Regions from separate parts of the Rattus norvegicus genome. Here all the other regions are linked to region 1. A link is a contact called in public Hi-C data. All regions are on one chromosome and are shown on one strand. Each heading gives the region's core, a stretch centred on a gene start, on an enhancer-like site or on the middle of the called end of the contact. The rest is flanking DNA. Distances are from core to core; before and after follow the strand shown. Region 1 overlaps Tmeff2 (transmembrane protein with EGF-like and two follistatin-like domains 2). Region 2 has its middle 130 kb from the start of Cavin2. Region 3 has its middle 29 kb from the start of Cavin2.

Region 1 (4,500 bases), core at 333-2,832:
GCTGAATTTCAAAGACTCTGTACATAGTGTTAGGTATGCCTGTGTAAGATAACACTGTCCACAGAACAACCTGTTTTGTTAAATTTATGCCATCTAAAATAAATGTGTGATACAGAAAGAGACATTGTATCAGTGATGATGCTCTAGGAATATAATGCTAATGAGAGAAAAGTATGCAGGAGGATCACTGACAGAGAAGAAAGACTAAGTCAAAGAAAGCAATGAGCAAAGAGCTTTCCCTATGGGACCCACAGAGCTATTAAAATCTGAGAATCCAGGCTAAGGTCATCACTCTGTCACGCTAAAGGCTCATCAACACAGGATAGTTATTTTATTGCTAGGAAATTGCTAGACAATTGTGGTGTTCACCCTGAGGAAACAGTATAAATGCTTGAGAACCTCTCCCAGTCTCTCAGTAGCCTCTCCTTCCTCACCTCATTTTTCTTCTCTCCATTATCCCTCCGTCTTCCACACAAGGGTTCCCATCACATGTAACGTATGAAATAGCACAGTAATTTAGATGAAAATTTTATGACATAAGTGATTTCATAATCAATGTCCAGGCATCACACATACTCTAGTCCAGACTTTCAGTTTCGTTGGGCAAAATGTTAGCAATTAGTCAGCTGTCTTGACTCAGGAATGATTTGAAAGTCAAATACATAGGCCAGTCTGGAGACAACTGTGATCTCTTATTCTGAGGAAGCAAACATACTCTGGAACCTTCCTTCTCCCAATTCACTGAATGGTACATTCTCAAGACCATGAGTTTACTGTGGGCAGAGCACAGTCATGGGCAGAGCAGAGCGTGGGTATCCTGTGCGTGACATTAGACAGATGTTCAACAGTGGGGAAAAGGAACAAACAGAAAATGTTACTCCCTCTCCCATTCTGGGGACACATTAAATGCCTGCCGAAAAGTACAAGATGAAGAAGTGCTTGGTGTTCACCATCTTAGAGACTCTGAGATTGCAGGCAGTATTTGGAAAATTGCTAACATCTCAAAGGGGAGTCGAAAATAACCTGGGAAAACAAAAGGTGCTGGAATGATACTTCAGCTCCGAGTACTTGGCTGATTTGAACTGGACAGAGCTAATTGAGATCTGTGTGCCTTTCCAATTCCATTTTATGCAAATCTTGTGAGAAATACGAATAGCCCCAAGTATAAATTCCTCCAGGGACATCTATGAAAAAAAAATTAAGCTCACACTTAACGTTCACAACCATGTGTGAGCACCTGCCTTGTTTACACTGACCTACAGTCATTTGCACAAAAAATGTTCAGCCCAAGTCCTGTTGTCACTGTTTCCGGGAGGTAGTAATTTAATGACACAGGCAAGGAAAGAGACACTTTAGTGTATTCTAAAGCCCCCACATTTCAGCAATCTGAAAACTTCAAACACAGTATGACGATTCAGTAACTAAAGACCTAAACTCTTAACGCACTTGAGATTTACAACTTCAGATTATCCTAACTTTTCAACCGGAAATAACTTCTATCCCAAATCCTAGTAACTGTTAGCTTTAAAGTGAAACCGGCTCCACCCTTAAGTAAACAAAACCACAAAATTAACTTCAAGTCAACCCATAAAATAGGCATGGTGTGAGCTCCCCCTACTGGTACAACGCTATTCCCACTTCAAGGTTATAGTCTCTGGGACTAGCTGGATAAAAATGAATTTGCAGTTTAGAATTCAAGAGAAGAAAAGGTTAAAGGAGTTTGTGAAAACCAGAAGCAATCCAACAAAACATAAAAAAAACCTCTCCTCCCTTCAGAATAATCTCTGCGAAAGACAGCAACAGACATGTTTATAAATATTTGAGTCAACCTGTAAGTCTCCACCCAAGATCAGTCACCACACGAGTGAAACAAACAACTGTCATTCTCCAGACGACCAAATCTGCATTCCCATGCAGACAGAGAAGCCAGCAGAGCCTAATTGAGGCGATGCCTACACACTGACAATGGATCCCTTCCCCTAACAACACATGAGAAACGCTGCAGGCTTCAGAGAAATAAAACAAATTATGTAGCACCATGGAGGCTGAACAAAGTCTGAGGGCCTTGGGGTTTTCTGCACTGGGAAGTGACTTCTATATTGTTATGTGAACTGGGACACCGAAGGGGAAAGCTGTAAGTTTTATATTTCGAGCTACTCAAATTAGTTGTCTGCAGAGCAGAAAATCCGATGTGCAAGGATCAATGACAAACTCAGGTGAAGTGCGACTGTGGGGACGTTTCGCAGTAGCAGTGAGGGGGATGCGGCAAAGGTGTTGAGGCTGGCATGCTGCTCTAGAGAGAGTGCAGTGGGAGATGGCACTCCCATTCTGTCTCATTCAGCAAAGGGAGCCGTTCCGTGGTGGCTGCTATATTTGTACGGCTGCACTTTGATTATAACTGGTTCTGTTATCGCAATCTGTCACATATCCGACATAGAACATAAATACATAAAAGCCAAATGACTGAGTTCTCTATTATCGTATTTTACCTTTAATTGCCATACTGGGGGTGATGGTGAAACTGTATGGGTTTCAAGCAGTAAATGAAAGACAAAAACACCAGAATACATGGGCTTCATTGGAAAGCAACCAACTGAGAACTTCTAAACACATCAGTGTGTTTGCTTCCCAAAGTCTGAGAAAATTGACTTCGATGAATATACTGGGCTCGGCCCAAGGGCTTTGGTTCTTAAAACAGTGCTCTTTATGAAGCACGTCCGTGTTTTAAAATTAAACCAGCATGTTGGTTTGCAATGAACGTGGATGAGATAAAGGGATGATTGCTGTTCTTCCTAGCCTTTCCAAATACGTGTCTTTTGTTCTGAGTGGGGCTCAGCCTGGGATAGTGACTTGAACTTGATGCTCCCGTCTCTAGCTCCTGAGTATCCACACACTTCACTACTTCAGCAAGTAACACTTGGTCACACCCATGCTGGCAGACAAATGACCAGAAAGTACTTTGTACCTCCTCACTGGCCCTTTTGCCAACACTCAGGTTGTGTGGACTCCCCATGCCTGTCCCACTGTGGCAATCTTTGTATCAGCATCTTGCTTCAGTTTGGCCTCACATACAATTTATTCTCCACCTGGAGGCACACACAATATTTTAAACATATAAAAAAAAAGATTGCCCTTAAAACATTTTAATGACAAGACACTGTGACCAAGGCAATGATCAGAAGAGACGTTATTGGAGCATACGCTTGCAGAAGGAGAAGAATCCATGATACAGGTGCAGCAGAATGGCCACCAGAGCTGGGAACTGAGAGCTCACAGAAGCGGGAAGAAGAGGAAGCATACCCAAATGGGCACAGGTCTGAAGTCTCCGAGTCCTCTTCCAGTGACATACCTTTTCCAGAAAGGACACACCTTTTCTGACTCCCCAGTCAGCACCCATTAAGAATTAGTATTCAAATGCCCAAGACTACAGAGGCATTGAATACAGGTGTACACTTAGGGACTTGGCACTTGTCCTGAGCATCCTGCCTCTGTACCTTTACCTGCTGTTTTTTTTTCTTTCTCATAATAAAGGAATTTTATTTCTTTCCCAAGACAGAAGCTTTGTCTCATAATCCCTGTTTTACTTTCTGAAAACTAATTGTCACTCTCTGAATCATTCTTAGTCAAATTTTCTTTTTCTCTTAAACTTGGTTGGCACAAAGTATGACATAGCCAATGTCACCAATACAAAGAAAGCAAAAAGAAAAACAGAATACTGCATAGTATATAATCAATAACAATATCACATTGTGTGTGCATGGTTCCATGCATTCTTAGGCCCAAGTCATATCACAGAAATTTGCTGATTTATAAAAATCTTCTATTTAATAATAATAACATACTCTCAATCACATTTATAATGCTTACTATGATATTCTACAGCATTCTGTTTTAATTCCCAATGTTAAACTTATGAAAACTTACACAGGAAACAATGAAGTAAAGAGAAATTTTTAGTCCACAGAAGCTGGTGTTGTTCCTAACAACATATAAAGATGTTGAACAAATAATGTTTGTGTCCCTTCTTTTCACAGTTGAAAAGAGATGATCTATGTTCCATGTCAATTTCTTAATACACGACTCTGAACAATCGGACCACAATAGGCACGTGTGTTTTATTTGCCCAATCTAAAGGTTTCATGCCTAATATTAATATACTATTTGGAGCTCTTATCCATTTATAATTTTGTCATCCCAATAATTTCAGAAAGTATTAAGCAACCATATCTTCCATATGGTATTATGCCAGAGGGTCAAAATTAGAAGGTTTTTCAAAAAACATTTCATTACCATTAACTATAGATTGTGTATACTAAGAATGTTAGAAATATTACTTTTTAATTTTGAGATGTTTAGAGATAAACACTACTCAGAAAATGTTGGGAAGAAATATCTAAGTGTAGAGGGAGAAGCTTAGAGCTGGGGATGTGGCTCAGTTTATAAAGGCATGATCTCAATCCAAAACACTAGATCTAGAGACGCACATGGAGGGAGATTCCT
Region 2 (4,384 bases), core at 11-2,510, 260 kb before region 1:
TGTCTCTTTGAGATTCTTTACCCAGAGGCTTAAAGTCTACCCTGAACAGAAAACTTCTGAAATCTAGATCCTTCCTTGCTACAAAACAACTCAGCTTACACAATCACATTTCAGAACTGAGCCCCTGAGACCAGTGACTCAGTTTACACATAATGCCAAAAGAAAGAATGATCAATGGTCAAGACCCAGTGCTTGAAGAGTTCCTTTTGATTATGACCAACACATGTCATGGCAAGGCTAAATGCCAAAGCGTGTCCTGATCACTAAGTACAAGCCTATCCCCCAATCCCTGTATGACTGTAATTAAGCAGGAGAGTTAATTTATGTAAATCATGCATTACTGTAATTGGGCACAAGTGCACAGTCATGTACATCTTATTTAAAAGTGAAATATAATGTTATTATGTGAATACTGGCGCAGCAGATTCTCAGCCTTCTGGGGGGAAGTCAGCAACATCGCTGGGCTGGCTGTTTACAAGACTCACTCTTTGGTCTGGGAGCTTGATTAGAAATCACCCAGCTCTGCTTGGCACTGCCCTGTGAAGGATAAAGCTACCTGCCTCCAGGAAGGCTGAAGGTACACAATCAGGGCTTTCCTTTCCATTTCTCTTTTAACCTCCACTTGTAGAACAGTCATTTCTCTCTTTCTAGTCATCTTTTCAAACCCTAACAGTACTTTCCAATGGCTTGCTCTGCTTGGCAGTCCTAACTCATATATCCCCAGGCAGACTGCAGATGGATTTGTCTTCTGGAAGTAAAGAGTAGTCTGTTTCCTTTTTTAGCTTGTCTTTTCTAATGCGACTCAGGATTGCTTTATGATCCTAGGACTTTGTTTTCCAAGTGCAGGCAGATTAGATAGCATTCTGCAGTCTGTGTTTGTCATTGCTACCACTCCTGCACGGCCGTGAGAGAGAAGCTGGCCTCCGGGGCAGGGCCCTCACTGTTCCTCTATTCTCTCTCTAGGCAGCTGATCTAGGGCTTTGGGACAAGGTTGCTCCGCAGAATATAAAGCATCCTATCTACATATCTCAAGGTTGAGATTGGTGAGGACAAAAATATGCAGATGGACTGCTTACTTTAAATACACCATCCTCACTAGAAGCCTGAGCATTTATTCCAGGGACTTGCGTTGTGGCCTCATTCTTGCCCGGCTTGCCAAGCCAGGTCTTCTGCCTGCAAGCTCAGGGTGTAGTGGCTTAGCCATTCCAGCCTCTGGGTGTCCCTTGTGCTCCCTGTGTTCTGACTGCCACTCCACACTCCAGAAACCCCGATAAAATGCTTCAGTCTCCGTTCTTCTGGAAGGACTGTATGAATCAGTGGTCTCTTTTAAAACTGCCCCCTTCCTGCTCACTAGCGGTTTGATATGCCTGTCTCCCTCAGTTTCCCATCACACTACTGTTCCACCCAGATCTTATCTTTATGCTGTAATTCCTTCCATGAAATGCCATCGGTTTGGGGGCCATGGATGTGAATAAATGAAATGGCTTTTAAGATCACGCTTTAGTCAGTGAGGAGGGAAGTGTGTTCCCTGCTTGCCAAAGTGTTTTATCTTAATCTTTGCTCCTATAAACAGACTTGTTAAAATAGCATGTGGCATAACATTTTAGTAGTAGAATAAAACATCTTTATTAGACCAGTTTGTTCAGTGGCGTTCAATATCTTTTTCTATTAGGGGACTTCAGCTTGGTCAAGGAGTGGCTGGTATTTGTATATTCCTTTATTTAAGTAATATTTTTTTGTGTATATGTTCATGTATGTGCATGTCTTCTTGTATGTGTGCACACACATGTGCGCCCATGTGTGTGCAGACGTCCTTCTTGGGGGTTGGGGTACTGTACCTCAGGTGCTATTCACCTTTTTTATTATTGTGGAGACATGGTCTCTCAGTGACCTGAAACTCACCAAGTGGGATAAGCTGGGTGACCAGTACAACCTGGGGATCTGTCCATCCCTAATTTCCAGCTCTTCAATTAAAAGTACTTACCACCATATCTGGGTCTTTTTATGTGTTCTCTAGGCATCGGACTCAGGTCCTAAAGCCTGGGCAGCAAGCACTTTACTGCCTGAGCTATTTTCCCAAGCCTGCTCTATTTTAATTTAATTTAGTTTTATATTCTGTTCATGTTTGAATACACATCCATAAAAATGATCAGAAATGATGTCCACAAGTACAATGATGTTTTCTCTTGGTCTTGGTATGATTACCTTTCATTTAGGTTTACCTACATATTCTAATCTTAAACATTAATCAAACATAATTTTTAGTATGTTTATTAATAATCTGATATTCACTGAGGACCATATGGGACATTGCTCTGTACTTTGCGCTTTTCATGAAAAGCTGGACTCATATGAAAGACTCTTATTTCCAAGGTCTAAGCCCATGGAGGAGCACTAGCTGGACTGGGCAATGAGGGGTTGTACCTAAAAAAGGATGTATCCAGAAGTGAAGAAAAGAGAGGTGGTTAGCATTCTGAGAATGAGAGTAAGTCCAGCAAGAGGAGACATTCATACGGAGGAATCACATGGAGCCATCTCAAAATACACCCCAAAGAATAGATTTGATTGTGGGGTTTTTGAGAGCTACTTTCATGGGGTGGTTACTTTGCCCAAGCCTCCTATAGAGCCAGTGTCTTTAATGTATCAGGAAGGCAGAAGTTTTTGTCTAGCACACAAGCCTGGCCCTATTCCTGGTTCCTTCCTCCCACAACAACTGATTTTGCTTTGAGCAACTCATCTAAGTTTTTGCCTGGCCTGGATTAGAAAAGTAAAGGCAAAAACTAATTTTATCACTTCTTACCTGATGGAAGATTAATGATGACAACCAACTGAAAGGTTAAAAGTATACAGGATACTCAAATTAGCCCATTTAGCCTTTGTGGAGCTTCACCAAGGTTGGATCCCTGGAGCAGGTAAACCAATAAAGCAATGATAGTGAGACTGGATTGGCAGCACATCTTATATATGGTCCTGATACTGATTTCAAGGGACCATAGACAGTCTGATTTATGGGCTGGTTATAAAACTAATCCCATTACTTCATATAACCCTTCATCCTTCCTCTATCTTTTATGGGCGCTTCCTGTGGACGCTCATCTAGAGATATCAATTAACTCAATGAAGACGCTTTCATTATTGATATCCAGATGATTAATTATGTAAGTGAAATGTCTGCTGTAATTGAGGAATAGTGGTCTATACAGGTGCAGCCCGGCTTGGCCAAAGGGAAACAGCATCTGAGGACAAATGTTAGCAGAGTCTAATGTGACTTTGCGATAAGCTTTGGCAGAGTTCAGTAGTCTGCACTGGCTTCTCCTCGAGGATCCACTCAAAGAGACTGTGGGCTGCCGAGTCTCAGCGATACCGACTCATCTCTCATCGGAAAGCACAGGGGTCCAATGCTATGTGCACTATTAGGATTTTAAAGGAAAAGAATGATGCCCCCTTTCAGACATGATACTAATGGATGAATTTGGGGCTAATTAGATGAGTTTGACTGTTTTTGACATTTGACTTCTATATAGCCTTCATTTCCAAGAACTGAAACCAGGATTCTTGTCTCCAAAGACAAAAGAAATATTCCTTTGAGTGACTATGATTGCTGGACTCTGGCTAACTCTGACTATATAATTCCCATCATGCATCACTCCACTGATATATTTATTTATGATACTGTTACCATAAATATTTATTGAAGTATTTCCATCTATTTCCATTTTACTTTGTGCTTTTGAGTGTTTCAAGCCCCAACACTGACTGCTGTTTTATTTCTCAGAGTAGTCACATTGTTTGTGTGGAGATTCTGCTCTCTCTGTTTTAAATAGGAGGCAAAGGTAACTCAGGCAAACTGTCTATGCTTAACTTGATAATGAAGTAGCCTTAAGTTGGGACCCACATCTGCCTCATTTCAGAGGCTAAAATTTCAATATTACACTTACTTTGAAGCTACACTCTTACTAATTATGATGGTACCCTGAAATATTCCACTGTGTTTTTAATTCTTTGACCAGAACTTAATTTTTTTTTGATTTTATGGCTTGACAAATCCTTGTCTATCACCTTTACCTCCTCTGGAATCAGAGACCTGTTCCTACCCCTTCTACACCACAGGCCAAGAACAGTGTAAGGTAGAGTATACCCACCTAGTAAACGTTTGTAGACTAAGTAGAAGACAGTAGCAAGCTGTGGAACTTTAGATTCACATTGCTTTCAGGCTAAGAGAAAGATTGACTTTTGTAAATAAATGGGGTACAACATAGGAACTCTCAGACCAGAATCAGGAGGCTGGCAATTGGAATAGAGGCTTCTTTGAGAATCTGTTACTTTCTCTGAGCATTGTGAAGACCAGGGGATGTAGATGGTGTGAAGAATACAAAACGGCAGA
Region 3 (4,128 bases), core at 776-3,275, 360 kb before region 1:
CTTCCTCTTCAATGACTGCAGATCCCCAAACACTTAGTGACATATGGCAGAGTCCTGAATGCCATGCCTTTGCTTTCTGTCTCTGGCGTGCTGCGTTTCATTTTGGGCATCATATTTCTTAAAGCGATAGTGACAAAGTGGAACTCAAGTGTCTGGAATCCTGTTCTGGAGTGTAGGTTGAACCCTAGTCTCTGAACAACTAGTACATCCACAGTAGAGGGCTAAAGGGATGGGTACGTAGTAGCAACATTTCATGCAAAACTGTTTAAAGAAACTGGAGGTGTTCAAGCCTAAAACAGTTAATTATTATTGTTGTTATTGTGTTTTAGAATAAGGTTGTACCCATAATTTAAATGTTTGAGGTTGCCAAATATGAATGCAGTTTATTTATACAGTTTCAAAGGTAAATAGACTTTTATTCTATATAAAGCAGTTTGTTCTGCTAGTCAGAACAGCTGTGCCATGTCGAAAAATATGTATGTTAGAAACTAACTAACTAACTAACTGACTAACTAACTAACTACCAAAACAAAACTATGAAAAAAGCAAGCTCTTGTAGATTGAAAGACCTCCTGCACAGAGCATGTTTGCTCTTTCCTCTCTCTCCCTATTTTTATCCTGGGAATCAACTCTGAGGCCAGGGGCATGATAGGTAAGTAACTGTTCTACTATGGACTATACTCCCAGTCTCTGAAATTTTGTGAATTGAAAACTTCTTGCTTAGCTTGGCATGGTGGCATACTTCTTTAATGCCAGCACTCAGGAGGCAGAGGCAGACAAATCTCTGAGTTTGGGGCTAGCCTGGTCTACAGAGCAGGTTTTAGTATAGCCAGGGATATATAGAACGAATCTGCACTGAAAAAAAAAAAGATTTTTTTCTTTTTGCTCCTTTTTCATTTTGACAGAAAATGACAAAAGGATTGGGGAAATTTTTTTTTTTCCATGGAGTCCACTAAGGTATCTTAACAGTGTTGGCCTTATTGTCGTTAGGGCCACAATCTTAAATGGAGGAAAGCTCATAGCTGCAGCTAAGTGTCCTGCTCCTTGTCACAACCTGTACAACTGTTGAAGGTCTAGCTGAGGTTGGATATTACTCTGCTTGCTTAAGAGCTAATCTCTCAATTTTCCTGCCTGCCAAGAATGCAACGCTATTTCCTCTGATAACAATGTTTTGCTTTCTCTTGGGAACCACACCTCTCTCCTGCCTGTCCTCTTGTCAAGGATCCTAGTCTTTTTTTCAGGCATGTTCGAGGGAGAACACAAAGGCTTGGTCAATCCTCTCAGTCTTGGAATCTGTGTATGGTGGGAGTACAGAGGAAGGGTGGGGCTGTTTCTCTACATCTATGTGAAGCAAATGCTGTTTAGTCCATGTTTCTTAGACTCACATGCAGATGGCAAATTGAATGTGTGTGTTGTATATCTCTGTTGCATAGCATATTGTTTGATTGTTAGATGAGGAGTTTTTATCAAGATCTAGAATGTGTGCTTTTGTGTGTTTTGAGGGAGAATGGAGAATGATACGCATGCAGTATGTACAATCAAGTATTTTTTGGAGAGTTTTCCAGGGACTTGTTTTACTAAGAGGCCCGAGGGTGTGTGAATTCCTGTTTCCTGAAGTGTTGGGAAGTGAAGGTCAAAACTGGCTGTGCTTCAAGTTCTGAGAATTTCAAAGCTGGTGTTTGTGTGTGCGTGCAAATGTGTGTGTACAGAACCCGGGAAGAAAGGCAGTCTCTAAAAATTTGCTTTGAAAAATGCCAAAAGACGGAGCTGTTTGCGATCTCTCTGTTTTGATGAAACCTGTCTCTTTGGTAAACACAAGGCACAGAAGGGCCTGCGTCCTCCTGCCCTGCCATTGAACTTTTGTTCAAATCAGCAACTTCCCTCACCTTGGCTGTTGAACTGCCCTTTGTAGTAAAACTCACCAGTGAACTGGCAAGAAACCATGGAAAGAAAGGGTGTGCTGGAGTGGATTGCATTTTTCCTGAACGTGCTGAAATATCAGGATGCATGGCCTGTGAGTCAGCATTTTCTGTTGGGAACTTTCATGACCTTTACAGAGTCGGCCAAATCTCTCCCAAGCTGTGCCTCTTCACACCCCAGTGCATGACAGCAAAGGGGCAAATCCGAGGGAGGCAGAAGCAGATTCCTATTTTTTCTTGCAATCTGTTCCTTGTTATTGTCTTTTTTTTTTTTTAATTTTTTTTCAACACACTTTGCTTCCCAGGATAGCACTAATGGAAGATATGTGAGAGACTAGCATCTTGTTTGAACCCAGAGCACTGCTAAAATCAGGACAATAGGATATGAAACTGGGTTTTGTCGAGGATTTAGATGTACCTCTAGGTAAGAAGGCCACATTCAAAATTGTGACCCCCACCCCCACCCCTAGGCATTTGGCAATCTGGAATTTGATGGGCTATACCAGAGAACCAAGAAAAAAAAACAGCAGTGATCTGGTGGAGGACACTTTATAGGGGGCCAAAGAGGCCACGAGGAATCTCTGCAGGTGCCATGATTTTGACTGTCAGAGAAGAATTTGAACTTTTAGGAAAACCTTTATTTTGCCTAAACTCTATTCTTTCTCCTCCTCCTCCACCACCTCTTGCTTTTCATTTGTGTGTGTGTGTGTGTGTGTGTGTGTGTGTGTGTATGTGTGTGAGTGTGTGTGTGAGTGTGTATGTGAGTGTGTATGTGTGTGAGTGTGTATGTGTGTGAGTGTGAGTGTATGTGTGTGTGAGTGTGAGTGTGTGTGTGTGTGTGTGTGTGTGTGCGCGCGCGCGCGCGCACGCGCGTTAAAACAAAGGATAACATTGTGATGTAATGTTCTGCCCTTTCATCTTTATGTGGATTCCAGAGATCTCACTCAGGATCACGAGGCTGTAGGTCAAGTACTCTTAACACACATGGTTTGGGGTGTGAAGTAAGGAGAAAGAGGAGAAAACTTCCTAGAAAGAAAACTTGGAGTTGAAGTGCTCGGCTTTTAGAAAGTTTGGATAGCCAGGCTTGATGGTATGTGTTACTTAACCACAAACTCTAATCAAGGAGGCCTAAATGTTCAGTTCGGGTAAGACTTGGTATTTGCTTACACTGAGAAGTTGCAGGTTTGAAGAGAGCAGGAAAAAGTCTCTGCAGTCAGGTGCATGGACTTTAGTGAACAGGCTTGCTAACATGGATTCGTGCATTTCGGAGACCTTTGAAAACATTTCTCTGAGGCCTTTTCTTGTCTACCTTTGCCTCTCAGCGGTGTCCTAGACATTTGAAGCTATCAGAGAAGTGACCCTTAGGTAAGTAAAGAGTCACTGGGGTTGCTGTTCTTCAAAGGTTAGAAAACAAATCGAATGTATCTATTGCCCAGTTGGGAGTTGTGGTCAGCTGCTTAGATAGCTGAGGAAGGTATTTGTAGTCAGTAGCATAAGTTCCATTTCCAAACTACGTTTTTAATGTGACTACAAGTCTTTTACAGCAAAGGTGACTTGTCAACATAAGGAGAAACAGAAGACAGCTGCCGAAAGACACCGCATATTGGGACAGACTGAGTGTACAACATTGGGTGTAACAGACAAAATGGGAAGGAGCCTTTTGCAGAGGGCAACAAGGAACCTGTTGCCAAAGGGTGGCACTCTGGGATTTTAATTGGGTTACCTGTAAATTTCTGAATGACCTGTTCTTTGTAAGTATACTGATCAAGGACTCAAATGCCCTGTAAGACTGAGAACATCTTGGAGGTGAGAAGAGGTGTGCCTATTCCCAATACTTTATTTTAGAGTACAAATATAAACTGAGAACAAGATTTTTCGTTCTTGGGTGAGCTGGCACAAGAAGTCAGTCTGATTCTGAAGTTAAGTCTCCTTTTCCTATGTTCCTGTGATTCTCGGGGTAAGCGGCTATGGCTACATGCAAAGGTTTTCTGCTGGAGGCAGACACCTTGCTAACTTCTGGATGGAAAACCCTATTATAGTAGGTTAATTTACTGGCTTACAGATGATCATCTATGCAGAATGGCAATATGACTCAGGGAAGATTTTTTTAAATCATTTTACATATCAGTAGATGGCAGGATATACCATCAAATCAAGTACAAAAAGGGACACAAATGATAGAATTCAGCCGTTGTTCCCTGGATACCTT

Evidence for each region. A called contact is a pair of places that touch in the nucleus more often than the background predicts.
Region 2: a contact with region 1 is called in a Hi-C map of frontal cortex, with 1.8 times the contacts expected there. The contact joins two enhancer-like sites. A contact is called at or near these places in 2 of 12 Hi-C or Micro-C datasets (the A7r5 cell line and frontal cortex).
Region 3: a contact with region 1 is called in a Hi-C map of the A7r5 cell line, with 3 times the contacts expected there. The contact joins two enhancer-like sites. A contact is called at or near these places in 2 of 12 Hi-C or Micro-C datasets (the A7r5 cell line and frontal cortex).

Annotation. Positions count from the first base shown.
Region 1 is chr9:58,188,964-58,193,463 of GRCr8, forward strand. The region is part of intron 4 of Tmeff2 (transmembrane protein with EGF-like and two follistatin-like domains 2); the gene reads right to left. Among named protein-coding and RNA genes, the nearest start is that of Tmeff2, 34 kb to the right of the region's middle. Within about 2 kb of position 1,583, at least 11 of the 93 cell types and tissues checked have an H3K27ac peak or open chromatin away from gene starts, as enhancers often do. A contact at or near this core is called in the A7r5 cell line, where this site is marked.
Region 2 is chr9:57,931,896-57,936,279 of GRCr8, forward strand. No RefSeq gene overlaps it. Among named protein-coding and RNA genes, the nearest start is that of Cavin2, 130 kb to the left of the region's middle. Within about 2 kb of position 1,261, at least 10 of the 93 cell types and tissues checked have an H3K27ac peak or open chromatin away from gene starts, as enhancers often do.
Region 3 is chr9:57,833,281-57,837,408 of GRCr8, forward strand. No RefSeq gene overlaps it. Among named protein-coding and RNA genes, the nearest start is that of Cavin2, 29 kb to the left of the region's middle. Within about 2 kb of position 2,026, at least 32 of the 93 cell types and tissues checked have an H3K27ac peak or open chromatin away from gene starts, as enhancers often do. A contact at or near this core is called in the A7r5 cell line, where this site is marked.